Linked DNA regions of Sus scrofa: region 2 is linked to region 1. A link is a contact called in public promoter capture Hi-C data. All regions are on one chromosome and are shown on one strand. Each heading gives the region's core, a stretch centred on a gene start, on an enhancer-like site or on the middle of the called end of the contact. The rest is flanking DNA. Distances are from core to core; before and after follow the strand shown.

Evidence for each region. Promoter capture Hi-C pulls out the DNA fragments that hold promoters and counts their contacts.
Region 2: a promoter capture Hi-C map of liver shows a contact between it and region 1, with 3 times the contacts expected there. The contact joins the promoter of SELENOO here to the promoter of PPP6R2 in region 1. A contact is called at or near these places in 1 of 5 promoter capture datasets (liver), 4 of 47 Hi-C or Micro-C datasets (fetal liver, liver, retroperitoneal adipose tissue and 1 more) and 2 of 2 datasets of contacts at active chromatin or transcription factors (alveolar macrophages and skeletal muscle).

Annotation. Positions count from the first base shown.
Region 1 is chr5:336,612-344,184 of Sscrofa11.1, forward strand. PPP6R2 (protein phosphatase 6 regulatory subunit 2) reads right to left here and starts at 4,916. Exons shown (of 23, transcript NM_001206372.1): 1 at 4,787-4,916.
Region 2 is chr5:478,012-485,584 of Sscrofa11.1, forward strand. It overlaps SELENOO (selenoprotein O), which reads right to left and starts at 2,825. Exons shown (of 10, transcript NM_001201431.1): 1 at 2,411-2,825; 2 at 2,201-2,408. The coding sequence starts at 2,768. TRABD (traB domain-containing protein) reads right to left here. Exons shown (of 10, transcript XM_021091341.1): 10 at 7,453-7,573.

The sequences.
Region 1 (7,573 bases), core at 3,666-6,165:
TGGCCTCGCTCAGTGGGTTAAGGATCTGGCATTGCCGTGAGCTGTGGTGTAGGTCGCAGAGACGGCTTGGATCCTGAGTTGCTGTGGCTGTGGTGTAGGCCAGCGGCTATAAGCTCTGATTCGACCCCTGGCCTGGGAACCTTCATATGCTCAGGCTGTGGCTCTAAAAAGATTAAAAAACAAACAAACAAACAAAAAAAAACAAGATGTGGTATAGACACAATGGAACATTAGTCATAAAAAGGAATGAAATAAGGCCATCTGCAGCAACACGGACGGACCTCGAGACTCTCAGACTAAGGGAAGCAAGTCAGAGACAAATACCAGATGAAATCATTTATACGTGGAATCTAAAATATGACACATATGAACTTATTTACAAAACAGAAACAGACTCACAGTTGTGGAAATCAAATGGGGCGGGGGTGGTGGTGAAAGGACGAATTAGAAGTATGGGAATGACAGATACCCTCCACTGTATATAAAATAAATCCAAAAAGGATTTACAGTGTAGACAGGGAACTATATTCAATATCTTGTAATAACCTATAATGGAAAAGAATCAAAAAAAGAATATTACATTCTTGAATCATCTCACTGTGTATCTGAAATTGCTTGAATCACCCGAATCACTTCTCTGTATACATGAAATTAACACAATCTTGTAAATGAACTATAGTTCAATTTTTTAAAAAATTATTTTAAAACAATTATCTTTAGTAAAGGTCTGCTAATGATAAACTCAGTTGTTTTCCTAAAAATGTCATTTCCACCTCACTCTTTTTTTTTTTTTTTTTTGGTCATTTCTAGGGCCGCACCTGCAGCATATGGAGGTTCCCCGGCTAGGAGTCTAATCGGAGCTGTAGCTGCCAGCCTACACCACAGCCACAGCAACGCCGGATCCTTAACCCACTGAGCAAGGCCAGGGATCGAACCCACAACCTCATGGTTCCTAGTCGGATTCATTAACCATTGTGCCACAACGGGAACTCCCACCTCATTCTTAAAAGAGACTTTTGTCTAATATAGTTAGAAGATAGCAACTTTTGGAGTTTCCGGCATGGTGCTGCAGAAACAAATCCAACTAGGAACCATGAGGTTGCGGGTTCGATCCCTGGCCTCGCTCAGTGGGTTATGGATCCGGCGTTGGCGTGAGCTGTGATGTAGGTCGCAGATGTGGCTCGGATCTGGCATTGCTGTGGCTGTGGTGTAGGCTGGCAGCTATAGCTCTGATTGGACCCCTAGCCTGGGAACCTCCATATGCTGTGTGCGCGGCCCTAAAAAAAAAAAAGAAAAAGATAAAGAAACTAGCGACTGTTACCAGCCATATACACACCCCACACTGCCTAACCTCTGTGTGTTCCACTGTTTTCGCTACGCTTCACTCCGGGTGATTTCTCCTGTCCTGTCTCTTCAGGTTCACTGGTTTTCTCTTCAGGATATAGGACCTGACCTTAAACCACATGCTAAATTCTTTATATGAGGTTTTAAGTAAAGAAGTTATACCTGGTTCTTTTTCAAATACTATACGTGACCTTTTATAGTTTACTACAGTATTTTTATTTATTATTTTATTTTTTATTTTTTTAGTTACAAAACAATTTTTTATTATGATGAAAACTTCGCAGCTTTCAAATGTGCAATAACATTATTATGAACTGCAATTACCATACTGTGCATTGCATCCCGACTTACTTATTTCTTTTATAAATGTAAGCGTGTACATTTCAACCCCCCCTTCACCACTACCAGCACCACCGCCACTCCACCTCTAGCAGCCACCAATCTGTGCTCTGTATCTATGAGCTTGGTTTTTGTTTTTTCATTATTTTTTCCTTTTTTGGCTGCACCTGCAGCAACTACTGGTATTTTTATTTCTTTAATTATTTCTTTTAAATTAAAGAGCATGCTTAGTTAACAGTTTGTTTCTGATAATCCCCAAATCAAAAGTCTTGGAAGGTCTGCTTCTCCTGGTTTTCATACATGGTGCCTTATTTCCTTGTGTGCCTGGCCAGTAATCTATGTACTTAAAAAATATCTAGGATTTCCCTCACAACTCGGTGGGTCAAGGATCTGGCATTGTCACTGCTATGCCTCTGGTTACAGCTGTGGCCCAGGAACTGCCCCACACCACAGGTATGGCCAAAAGTATACATACACCCACAGGGAGTTTTTGCATTTTAGGGTTTTCTGGGGTTTTTTTTTTTTTTTTTTTTTTGCTTTTTTTGCTTTTTAAGGCCACACCTACAGCATACAGAGGTTCCCAGGCTAGGGGTCTAATCAGAGCTACAGCTGCCGGCCTAAACCACAGCCACAGCAACGCCGGATCCGAGCCACGTCTGTGACCTACACCACAGCTCACGGCAACACTGGATCCTTAACCCACTGAGCGAGGCCAGGGATCGAACCCCTGTCCTCATCAATTCTAGTCGCGTTTGTTAACCACTGCGTCACAGTGGGAACTCCAATTTTTTGCATTTTAGGATGATGGTAACTTCCTCCAAAGAGGTTTTAAGTTTGGTCCCATGGATGTTTGAAGGCATTACCAAACCAGAAAACCTTCAATTCATGTTTCACGTCCTAGAACTACCAGGCAATGTAGACCTGGGCTACACGCCCTTTAAAGGTCCATCCACTGCCACAAGCTTTTTTCCCCCTGCTACGTTTAGTAAAAGATAACCAGGTGGGGGCCGGGATGACGTGAGGAGGTACACTTCCAGTTCACCCTGCCTCCGAGGACGCCGACCGCCAGGCCCCACTTAACCGAGAAGAGCCCCCTTTAAGCTCTCTGCACACTGTGAGAACTGGACATCTCCCCTGCAGAGAACAACAAGGCCTCTGAAATCAAAGCCACACTCTGTCCAGACCAACAAATGTCCTGAGGCCAAGGCAGAGTCCATCCTATCCTGATTAAATCACCTTCTGGGTTATAATTCTGTTACATTTTGGTCTAAAACTTGCCTGCTCTATTGTCAGTCCTTTGGTTTTTCTTTTGGCCACACGTGAGGCACGTGGAAGTTCCCAGACCAGGGATCAAACCCAGGCCCCAACAGCGATAATGCCGAATCCTTAACCGCTAGGCTACCAGGGAACTCCTGGTTTTTTTTCTTGAATGCAACAATTTTAGTTGTTTTTTTTTACAGGGTAAGGAAATGTGGGGTAGTAGGTTGTGCAAATACCCAGCCCAACATTTACCAAAAGCACAGAAAAACTGTGCTGTTCTTCTGCAAATATACCTGACGCACAACATGTACTGAAATGTACATTCTCTCACCACACGGAGGAACTGCTCTGCTCTCTATCGGCCTCTACTCAAGCTAAGGAGACCTAGCTCAACCTCACTTAAGGCTTTTTTGTCTTTGCTGCCGTACAATTTCAATGTAGGAGTGTGAGTTACCTTTTTTTTTTTTTTCCTTTTTGGCCTCCCCAAGGAATTTGGAGTTCCTCAGCCAGGCGTCAGATCCGAGCTACAGTTCGACCTACACCACAGCTGTGGCAATGCCGGGGATCTTTAACCCACTGTGCCAGGCTGGGGATTGAAGCTGCATCCCAGCGCTGCCGACATCACCGCTCCCGTTGCGACACAGGGGGAGCTCGGGGTTTCCTCCTGTTTACACTGCTTAGGACACAGAGTGCTTTCTAAAGCTACGCTCTCTCTCTCTCGCTGAGTCAAAGCTACTAACACTTTGCGTAACGGCTCTCCTCCTCTTCCCACTTTTCCATCCTGGGCTCCAACTGTGTTTTTCAGGACACGCACCTCACCCTCCACTTCTCTGAGTGCCACTTCCCATCTCCCGTCTCCCGGCTGCACCCGGGAGAGCCTCTTTAGGGATATATTCCAGTTCACTACTTCTGCCTTCAGTCATGTTTAATCTGTCTAATCCACAAGTACTGAGTTTTTTATTTCAACTTTTTTTTTCATTTCTGAAAGTTCTAAGTGGATCACTGTGACACTTCGGTTTTCATTACTAATTTTTATTCCATTTTGTATTTCTTTACACACTTCACGCATTATCACATATACTGTGTCTGAGTACTGGACGCCTGCACTCGCTGGGGCACCTAATCATGCCCACTCCGATCACAAGGTGTGTGTGCGTGTGCTCAAGTTTGCTGACATTTAATCAGTGGAGTCCTGAGGGCCTACACTGAGTCTGCTTTGCTCTGAAAAGGATTTACGCTTTCTTCAGCAAGGAGCGAAAGGGTGCTATCTCTTCTTGTCCTCTCGGCCTCTGAGCAGTTAGCTTGCGCCAGGGCACTCACAAGAGGTCGCGCATCTGTCATTTACCCAGCCTCTCAGTGGACGGCAATGGGAGGCCTTTCAGGAGCACCTACCGCTGCAGGAGCACAAGTCCCCCCATCCCACCTGGCAGGTGGAGGCCTTCCCACAGGTAAGGCAGGGCATGGGCCTCTCTACACACGCCCAATGCACCCGTTTTTATCTGGATTACACTTGGGCTTGGAGGGACCAAGGCACTTTTTCGCAACACGGCATCTCAAAACCAGACACAGGAGGGTCAAAAAAACCCCAGGAGTGGCATTCCCACCGTGGAGCAGCTGTGGCCCAGGTTGCAGATGCGGCTCGTATTCCATCCCTGGCCTGGGAACTTTCATAGGCTGCCAGTATAACCAAAAAAGGAAAGAAAACAAAACCCACAAGTCAGGAAACTCTATGCACATCTTCAAAACTGAAATTTTTTGCTGTCATCCATCTCTGAATGTCCACTTATACAGCATATTTACGCAAATTACACAATAAAGTAGAATCAAACAAAAATTATCTTACCTTCCGTGGAAACTTCTTGTTTAAACTTTGTATTTAGGCAAAATATAAAAACATTTGGGATTTTTTCTTGGCGTATATGCAACCTTAAGAAAAATATTTTCACTCAATAGAAGATTTATAATCTCTTCACCTGAAAAATAAGAGGGAAAAAACTTAGGTTCTGCTTTTGTGAAGTTAACTTACCAAAATGCTAAGGAAAAGAAAAACAAGTCGTTGTCTTTACTTACTAATCAAATTTTATAATCAGGGGTCTAGAAACTTCCTTGCGTTTGACTGTTCTAGAGACGGGTACCAATGATACACACCTGTCCTACGTCTGTTAACTATTAACTACCTCAACGGTTAGAATACAAGGACATGAGAAGGCTCTCGGGCCTGAAGGTGTCCAGCTTCATGCCCAGACACTACCATCAGCAGGAAACACAGACCCTGGTGGCAAGGTGACCAGGCCGCTGACCCTGGTCGCGAGGTGACCGGGCAGCTCACTGATGATCCATCGCTACGTCAGAAGAGGAGAACTCCCAAGCGCTCCTGGTGGGTCTCAAAACACCCTTCCAAACAACATGACTAGTGGTCCTTGCTGAGATGACTGCCTTCAAGACATGCAGCAAAAACGAACCAGTAGGGCCCAGAACTGTTTATTTTGTGTTTGCATGGATCATGATTTTTAACTTTTGAAAATTATACTTTAGCAATAAGGAGTTACCATTCTGAAACATAAGAGCTTTATGAGACATAATTATCAAATGTAATATTTAGATCTTGTTTGGGTCCAATTAAAACAGATCGACTAGGAGTTCCCATTGTGGCGCAGCAGAAACAATCCAACTAGGAACCAAGAGGTTGCAGGTTTGAGCCCAGGCCTCGCTCAGTGGGTTAAGGATCTGGCATTGCCATGAGCTGTGGTGCAGGCTGGAAGCTGTAGCTCCGATTCGACCCCTAGCCTGGGAACCTCCATATGCCATGGGTATGGCCCTAAAAAGACAAAAAAAAAAAATCAAAAATAAAAAAATAAAACAAATCAACTGGAAGAGCGTGTGTGTGTGTGTCTTTTGGGGGCAGCACCCAAGCCATATAGAGGTTCCAGGCTAGGGGTTGAATCGGAGCTGTAGCTGCCGGCCTCCACCACAGCCACAGCAACGTCACATCCAAGCCGCGTCTTGGACCCGCACCACTGCTCACGGCAATGCCAGATCCTTAACCCACTGAGCAAGTCCAGGGATTGAACCTGCGTTCTCATGGATGCTAATCAGATTCGTTTCCACTGAGCCACAAGGGGAACTCCTGGAAGAGGGTATTTTTCAAGCTGCTGGAGAAATCTGAATAGGGACTGGTATTAGATGACACTACAATTCTCTTCTAAAATGACATGATAGCTATATTTTTATTTATTTCTTGGCTGTGCCTGCCACACACAGTTATAATACGCATGTTCAAGGACTTAAAGCAGAATAGAGAGAATGAGTGAAAAAGTAAAATCTCAGCAGAGAACTCAAACTACATAGAAAAACAAAAATGACTATTCTACAACTGAAAAAATACATCTGAAGTAAAAATATATACTGGATGAAGTTGATGAAATTGGAGACTGAAAAAGAAAGTGTCAGTAAACCTAAGATAAACAGCAACCAATCAATCTGAGGCAGCAGAAAAAAGGTTTTTATTAAAAATGAATAGGGGAGTTCCCACTGTGGCACCGGGTTAAGAATCTGACTGCAACAGCCCAGGTCACTGTAGGGGTGCAAATTCGATCCCCAGCCCAGAGCAGTGGGTTAAAGGATCCGGCATAGCTGCAGGATGGCACAGGTCACAGCTTCGGCTTGGACTCGATCCCTGGACTGGGAACTTCCATACGCTGTGGGTACAATATAAAGGAAAAAAAATGAAGAGAGACTCACTGAACTATGCAACAATATAAATTGGTCCGCCATGCGTGCAACTGAAATCTCAGAGGAATATGAGAGAATAGGACATAAAAATACATGAAACTACAGCCAAAAATTTCCCAAATTTCGTAAAAGAACCTCCTAAAAAAGTATCACACAGAAGTCTCACCCCATCCCTGTGCCTTCATCCTGCTCGCTTCCTCTCAATGTATCTTTATTAATTTTCTGCTTTACTGCTTCATTACAAATGTAATTTTTCATTCTTTCCAGCCCTTCCTATATAAAATGTAACAAACTACAAATTCTATTCTGTACCTTGCTTGTTCCACAGAGGTCTTCCTTACTCTTTTCTTTTTAAAAAAGAAACATTGTTACTAACCTCAAATACCATACAGAAATGTACACAAATCATAAGCGAAGGCACTACATTTTCACAAAATAAACCCATCCACGCAACCACCATCCAGTTCAAGGAACTGGATGACCAGCAGCCAGAAAGACTCAAGTTCCAAAAGGTGCTGACCATTGTCCTGACCTGAATCACACACTAGACTGACTCTCCGTGTGACAGCTGTACAGGGCTCCGTATGTGCACTCACTCCTGGGATGGACAGACAGGTGTTTCTAGTTTTTCTACTATAATAGTTCTGCAATGAATAGATTTTTGCATAAGTCACTTCATATTTTTGCCAGCATATCTTTAAGACAGATTCCTAGATATGTGATTCCAGATCCAAAAAATAGAAGCATATAAAAATTTGCAAGATACAGACAAATCCTCTTCCAGAGGCATTTTACAATTCTGCATTCCTACTGCCAAGAAGACAGCCAGCTTCCACACAGCCTTGTCAAAAGAATGTATGGTTCCATTTTTGGATTTCTGCCAATATGTAGGAGAGCC
Region 2 (7,573 bases), core at 1,575-4,074, 140 kb after region 1:
GGACCCCCCCTCCTGCCCTACCTAGTTTTCATTCTCTATAAATAACTGTAACGTTTCTTGCAGGCAGGCGTGTTAGTACCAAAGTCCCTTGATTTTTGTTTGGAGAGTCTCTCTCTCTCACTTCTGAGGGGTAATTTCAGAGGGTACAGAATTCTAGGTTGGGGGGGTGGTTCCTTGTCATCTTATATATTTTACTCCACGGTCCTCTTGCGTGCCCGCCTTCTGCAAAGTCAGATGTCCCAGCAGCCTCCCAGGCAAGAACCGTCTAGAAAATGCTCTAGGGAAGAACAAATCCCTGTGGGACCACACTGAGCCTGAGGGGAGGACCCTGGGCTGCACCCACCTCTGCCCACATCCTTGGCGGGGAAGAGGCCAGACCAGGGCCCAGTGTGAGTCCGGGGCCTAGCCTTGTGGCAGGACCAGGGACGTCAGTAAGACCGCTGCAGGCCTCCCTGGTGCGGACAGACCCAGTGGTGCCTCTCTAGCACCCCCCACCCTCCCAAAGCTCGGCGGGGTGACAGTTCCTGCCTCAGTCCGCAGCCACATGCCACGCGCCTCTTCCTCTGTCTCGTCTGCAAGCCTGCCTCCAATGTCCCATCCTCGCTCTATTCTGGGAATCTCTCAGCCTAGCTGAGCTTCATGCTGTGCCCAAGCTAACCCTGAATCTGGTAAAAGTGCCCCTGAAAACCAGCAGCCTACCTTTCTGCCCAGGGCAAGGTGCCCACAGCAGCAACCGGAAGGGAAGATTACACAGCAAGGGTAAAGAGCCCAGCGCAGCCCTGCCCACAAAGCGGAAAGGCCGGGAGACAGCAGCCCCTCCCCCGGGTGCCCGCGTCCCAGCCAGACTGCAGGGGTAGACCCAGCAGAGGAAGGCTCTCCTGCACCTGCTGGGGTGGCCGTCCTGAAACCCCTGCTGCGGCCACAGGCAGAGGCAACAAGCCACCTGCCCACTCCCAAACCCAAGCCTGGGGGCTCCAGCAGCTGCTGGCCCTAAGCCACTCACAGCCACTTCAGCTGTTAGTCTGAAGTCTTGCTGAAGCTGGGGACCCCAGGAAACATTGGGGGTGGTGGGTGGGCACAAACCTGATAAGGGCCAAACAGCGCCTTTCTTTCAAAGGACCTCAGGTCTGGAAACACGGACTTAAAATTCAAGTCTTCAAATATAAAAAGCAACTTCCAACAGCAGATACTCTCACAAAAATGTCTCTTTATAGCTTGCAAAAATAAATTAGCCGAGTGAACACATGAAGTTTAAGAGGTTCATACAACGGGCAGGCCTGGGGTGAGAGGCTTTGGTCCATCAGCCCACCAGTGGCCCCGGGCTGAACGCAGGGACTTTTAAAGACAGAAAAGTGTCAAGACTGGGGAAGAAGCGGTTAAGCTGCAGCTCTGAGGTGGGGCTGCTGGGGGTGGGGGTGGGGGACAGGTGCAGTTCCCCCGGAGGGAGGGCACGGGGCCGGCAGAGAAGAGACCGCCCGCAGGATTTTTTCCACCATAAGATGTCAAGTTAGGTGTAATTCTTTGGGCCACTCAACAAGCATTTAACAAATATGAGCTAAATATATGAGCTCCAGAGTGGAAAAGACCAAAACAGCCAGCAAAGTACAAGACAAGCATGGCAGGGTGCCCAGACGGGCATGTGACACCGCCCACCTCACTGTGGGGTCACAGCAGGGCTGGCCCCAAGTGCTTGGAAGCCTGTGCTTGGGAGAGCGACCCCTGGGACGGGTCTGTCCCCGTCCAGGGTACTGGCTACACAGGAGTCACCTGCGAAGGGACAAGCTGAGGCTAAGGGTGCTGGGCGGAAGCTGGCTGCCCGGTCAGCTATTAGAGGAAGCCCTGTGCTGCTCCAGCACCGCAGCGAGGCTGGGCACGCGGTAAACGCGAGTGTGTGACCTGCAGAACCAAGTCCAAAGTCCTTGGACAGTTCAGGAAAGCGGCATGGGCAGCTGCCAGCGCTGTGGGGTTAGAGGCTCGGCCTGGCCATTCCCCCACCGCGCCAGGCTGAGCGGGCAGGGGCCCGGGAGCCACAGCACCCCTGCCGGTCCTCCTGTCCCGGCCGCAGGGCCTTCGCACAAGCCGTTCCTTCGGCTACGGGCCGCTACCCCGCACGCTCTACAAGCCGGGTCACACCGTTCACGCCCAACCTCGCCTCCGGGGAGGACGGCTCCTCGGGCACAGGCACTCCCCCCGCACACACCTGGAGAAGGGCGTGGGGCCGGCGCCCTTGAGCTGCAGCTCCCAGCGCTCGCCGGCCGCAGTGCACACCTCGCCCAGGTACATGGCGGCGCCGTCTCCCAGCTGCCCGGCGAACTGGCCGAACTGGTGGCCGCAGTAGCAGTGCGCGGCGGGCTCGGAGCCCGGCAGCAGCGCGTTGCCGCTGAAGAAGAGCGCGGCCTCGGCCTCGCCGCCTCGCGGGCGTCGGCGTCGGCGGGCGGCGCGCCCAGGCCCAGCAGCGCCAGCGCGGGCTCCGACAGCGCCACGACGCGCGGCTGGCGCAGGGGCGCGGGCCGCACGCGGCTAAAGCAGGCGCCGGGCACGGGCCGCGGCGCGGACGGGGCGCCTTCGGGGCCGGGCGGCGGCGTCTCCACGGGCAGCGCGCGTAGGGCGCGGTTGTCGAAGCGCAGCCCCACCAACCAGTGCGGAGCGGGCTCCATGGCGCCGGCCAGGGCGGAGCAGGGCGCGGGGGGCGGGCGGCGGCCGAGGGGCGGCGGCCGGGCGCGGGCGGCCGCGAAAGGAGCCCCGAGCGCGGACCTGAGCACTGCCATCCAGGGCGCCGCGCCGGCGGAAGCCCCTCTGCCCCGACCGGAAGCCCCGCCCCGCGCCCGCTGTTCTCTCGGCGGGGCCGCGCCCGCTGTCCAATCGCTGGGGCCGCGCCCGCAGAAAGCCTGGCTCTGATTGGTCACGCCCTGTCTAGTTCCGCGCCAGTCTCGGCTCCGGGAATGCGAGGTCTGGGCTGGGCTCAGTCCCGGTCCGCCCGGCTGTGTCTGAAGGCGGGAGTGTGCGGTGGGAACTGGGCCTCCCACAGCCGGCAGGGCCCTCGAGGTCCGCCTCGGGAGGCATCGACCAGTCCAGGCTGAGTCCTCTGGGCCTGTGGCTGTGCCGAGTGACGTCTCCAGTGGACCTCCAGGGTGCCCCCAACGCCGAGGTGAAGCCACAGTCAGCCTCGGCCCACGCTGTGGGGAGGTCTAGCCCTGGATCGTCCTTGGCTCGCTGCCACAGGACAGGAAGAAAAGGGGACAGTGTGTCCACCCAGTCCCGAGGGTTGGTGGGGCCGTTGTGGGCCAGGCCCAGGCCGAGGGCCTGCCAGCGTCCAGCCAGGCGCTGCCCTAGTGCAGGTCTTTGCTGTGCTCCTGACTCGGTTGGAGCTTCATTCCTCACGTGCCACCTTGCCTTGCCTCCTGTCACCCGTGTTGTTCCTTGCACTGCTCTGAAATGAGCTCATTACCTTATCTTCCTGTTTCTTGTGTGTCTTTTTCTCGCCCATACTCTGGAAGGCAGGAGCCTTGCTGATCTGGGCACCAGTTCCCCCAGAACAGCACCTGGCCCAGAGAACACCCCCCCCCCCCCCCCCGCCCCGAGCTGCCCAGGAGGCAGGGAGGGTGCAGGGTGGGGAGGGCCAAGCCTGGCCTTGAAGGGCCAGCCCCCAGGTGAGGAGTTGGGCTCAGGGGTCGCAGAATGACTCCCGGCTCAGTTCAGATAAGCCTGGGTGCCTCCCCCAGGTGACCCCGCTGATGTGCAGAAGGAGAACTGTCCTTGGAGGGGTTCCCAAGTCCCTGCCCACCTGGGTCCAGAGTAAAACCTGAGACCCCCTCCCTCTCAACCCCCCCACCAGCTGGGGCGCCTCTATTCCAGCACCTCCCCCTTCCACACCTGACCTCAAGGACCCCCTGGGAACTTTCCCCTGGGGCCACAGTGCCAACCACCTCTGCCCCTGCTGGCTTGTGACGTTGGGGAGACCCTCCACCCTCCAGCTCGGGGTCCTCCTCTCTGAGATGAACAATGAGCCTACTTTCTGCCAGGGGCACCGGGGGGGCGGGGCACACAGACATCAGCGACAGTGCGGTGAGGCCCTGGTGGGGGCCTGGCCCCCTGGAGCCCCTCCCTCCTGCAGCCAGACCACTCTCTTCCGCCTGGGCCCACCTGGGTCCTCCCCACCTGCCTGCTGGCAGAGTCCCCTGTACCCAGGCTCCTTCCTAACTGCCCAGGAGACCACCTGAGCCTGGTGTCCCCTTTCCTCTCCACCAGGCCCAGGCCCTCCCGTCCCACTTCCCTGCCTCCTCGCCCCACTGTCCTGCTCATACTCTGGAATCTGGCGGGACGGTTTTTGAGAGCCCATGGGTGCCAGGCTCTGTGCCCTGCTGGCTGCCCTTGCTGAGCTTACAGCAGAGGGGCCTCTGGTGGGTTCCCAGGGTCCCAGCACATCAGCATGGGAGGGGCAGCAAGGGAGAGCCAACCTTGCCTCTGGCCTGACTGTTGGGCTGCATGGCCTCCGGGGCCTCCCTGGGTCCCTCATGTGAGCGGGTGCTGCTGGCAGAACAGGGCCCATGTGGCCCGGACTGGTGGGAGCTGAGCTCCGCCCCTTCCCGGCCCCTCCTGGCAAAGACAACCTAGTGGTCAGCCAGGCTCAGCATCGCGGCTGTGCCTCCCATGGACGCAGGCCTAGGCCTTGCAGGACGGGATGCAAACATGCAGCACCCTGGAGCACAGGGCCGGCCCGCAGCCGTCCGTCGGTGGCCCGAGGCAGGCTGGGTGGGCCCCCTGCGTGCTCTGGCCATGGTGCATCGAGGGCAGCCTGGCTGCCGTTGCTGTGGCACCATCCGGTGTCTGAGCGACCAGGCTCGTGGGCCCATGCAGCATGCTGAAGCTGCAGCCCTCCCGATCTCTGTGTGGCCCCGAAAGCCCCTTGCGCGGCCCCGCATCATGCCCCCCAGGGCGGAGGCTGGGCTGTGGGCAGGGGAGTTGGGGTCCCTAGCCTGGGAAGCATGTCAGCAAAGCGGGATGCTTGGGGGCAGGGAGGCGGCAGGTGAGAGCCCTGCCATCCCAGACACTCCCCTGCGGTCCCTACCCGCTGGGGCTGAGGCTGAGCAGGTAAAATGGCTCCGGCTCCTTGTCCATGAGGAAGCTGCCAGAGTGGACCCACGGTGTGCGATTGTCCATGTCCCGCGGGTCAGGTCCGCCATCCGCACTGGGCACAGGCCAGCCTGGGAGTCAGGCCCAAGTGCTCCAGCCCCAGCCAGTGGTGACCCTCTGGTGTGGGGCAGCCAGGCTCAGGTCTGCCACCTGCTGGCAGTGCCATGCCGCCTCCTGCTGTCCTGCCTTGTTCTCTGCGGGAATCGAAGTTCCAGACTCCAAGGCCCTGGGGCCCCGACTGCGCCGGCCCTCTGCCCGCAGGCAGCACAGCCTCTTTCCTCCCAAGCCGAAGCCTGTTTGTCTCCTGCCAGCAGCTCTGAAGACCCAGTGGCCTCTCCCTGCCTGTCTTGACCTGAATCACTGTCCAAGCACAGTCCTCGGCATGCCACAGGGAACCTGGGCTCGGGGCCGTCATGTGGGCTGCCTCCAGCGCTGGCAGTGCCCGGGTGGACCCATGCCCCTCCCGGTCCCCTCCCTCCTAGGCGCGTCTTACGGATGAAGAAGAGAAACCTTGTTTTCTTCTGCTTGTCCGCGTGACACGAACTTGTGTTGTGATACGTCCCAGTGGAGGCGATGGTGCAAAGTAACTCCCCAGGCCTCGGGCAGGCGGCTTCCTTTGACCTGCTGCTTTGTCCTGAAACTGTGACCCAGTGTCCTTCTTCACCACCCCTCCCCCTTCGAGGCAGCCGTCAGGTCCCCCCCCCTTTCCTGCTCCGGGCGGACCTCAGGGACGGCCTCTGTCCCGCCTGAGTCTGACGATGGACTCCGGGTCCCTGGCCGGGCCCTTCCCTTGCCACCTGGACAGCAACTCCTCCGTCCTCCCTGCCAGAGGGATGCAGACAAAGGCTTTCTGCAACCCCCGCCGCTGGAAGGGGCCCGCCCCCCGCCTCCACCCAGCAGCCCCTCCCTGTGCGAGACGTGCTCCAGGAGGGGCCCCGAGAAGGGCCCCCGGACAACCTAGCAGATGGTTTAGGCAAACAGGCGGCCACCGTCGCCCTCAGGCCTCTCCTCTTCTGTTAGCGGCTGTTGCATGTGGGCCCCTCCGCCAGACCCCCAAGTCCTCCCACTGTCCCCGGACGCCACCTCTCCCTGGGTCCAAGGCAGACCTCACCTGCTGCCCTCGGACGCTCCGCCTGGGCTTCCCCGCCCCCTCCCCCTGCCCAGCTGACCCCCGCTGACAGGGGTCAGGGAGGTATGTCTTTGCCCCTCCCCCAGGCCGCTTGGGGCAGGTACCCCAGACCGGGGGGAACCTCCCCAGGAGTGAGGTTTGCAGGGGGCAGACCTGGGGGCAACCCGTCGGAGGCTACACGGCCAAGTCCACCTGGCCCTTCCGTCCCCCCACACCTGGCCAGATCTTGGGGTTCATTCCCGCCGCACCACCTGGACGGTGGAGGGAAGACCCTGGCTGGGATGGGGGGACTTGGTAGCCCTGGGAGCCCCCAGCCGCTTTCCCTGGCCTTCCGGGCTGCACCTCAGAGCTGGCCCAGGGCAGAAGGAAGCAGGAGACACAGCTCGGGGCAGACAACCATGCTTCTGGCTTCCTGGGGGCAGACCACACCCCCCCACTAGCCTCTCACGCGGCCCACACTACCCCCCCTACCCCCGCAGCCCACCTCCCCTGCTCCTTTTTTTTTTTTTTTTTGCCTCTTAGGGCTGCACCTGTGGCATATGGAGGTTCCCAGGCTGGGGGCGAAATCGGAGCTGCAGCTGCCGGCCTACACAAGAGCCACAGCAATGCGGGATCCGAGCCGCCGCGACTGCGACCTAGACCACAGCTCATGGCAACGCCGGATCCTTAACCCACTGAGCGAGGCCAGGGATCGAACCTGCAACCTCATGGTTCCTCGTTGGATTCATTTCCACTGTGCCACGACGGGAACTCCTCCCTGAAGTCTTTCTGGGCAGACCAAGCTGCGGGGAGCTCGAGGGTATGGATGGGAAGGCAGGGCAGGGTGCCACCACCCTCCTGACGCCCAGCCAGGCCCCATCACCCGGCTGCCTCTCCCCAGCCTTCCTTGTCACTTGGCTGCCATTTCTTTTTTTTTTTTTTGCTATATCTTGGGCCGCTCCCGTGGCATATGGAGGTTCCCAGGCTAGGGGTCCAATCGGAGCCGTAGCCACCGGCCTAAGCCAGAGCCACTGCCACGCGGGATCCGAGCCGTGTCTGCAACCTACACCACAGTTCACAGCAACGCCAGATCCTCGACCCTCTGAGCAAGGCCAGGGACCGAACCCGCAACCTCATGGTTCCTAGTCGGATTCGTCAACCACTGCGCCACGACGGGAACTCCTTTGGCTGCCATTTCTACACGTCACATAACAGGCTTCCAAAATTAGATTTTATTTCAGCTCTGAGGGACACGTACACGTGGGTGGATGACAGGAAGGACACGGCCCAGCTCGAGGCTCCTCGGCCCAGCTCACGGCCGTGGGTTTCACC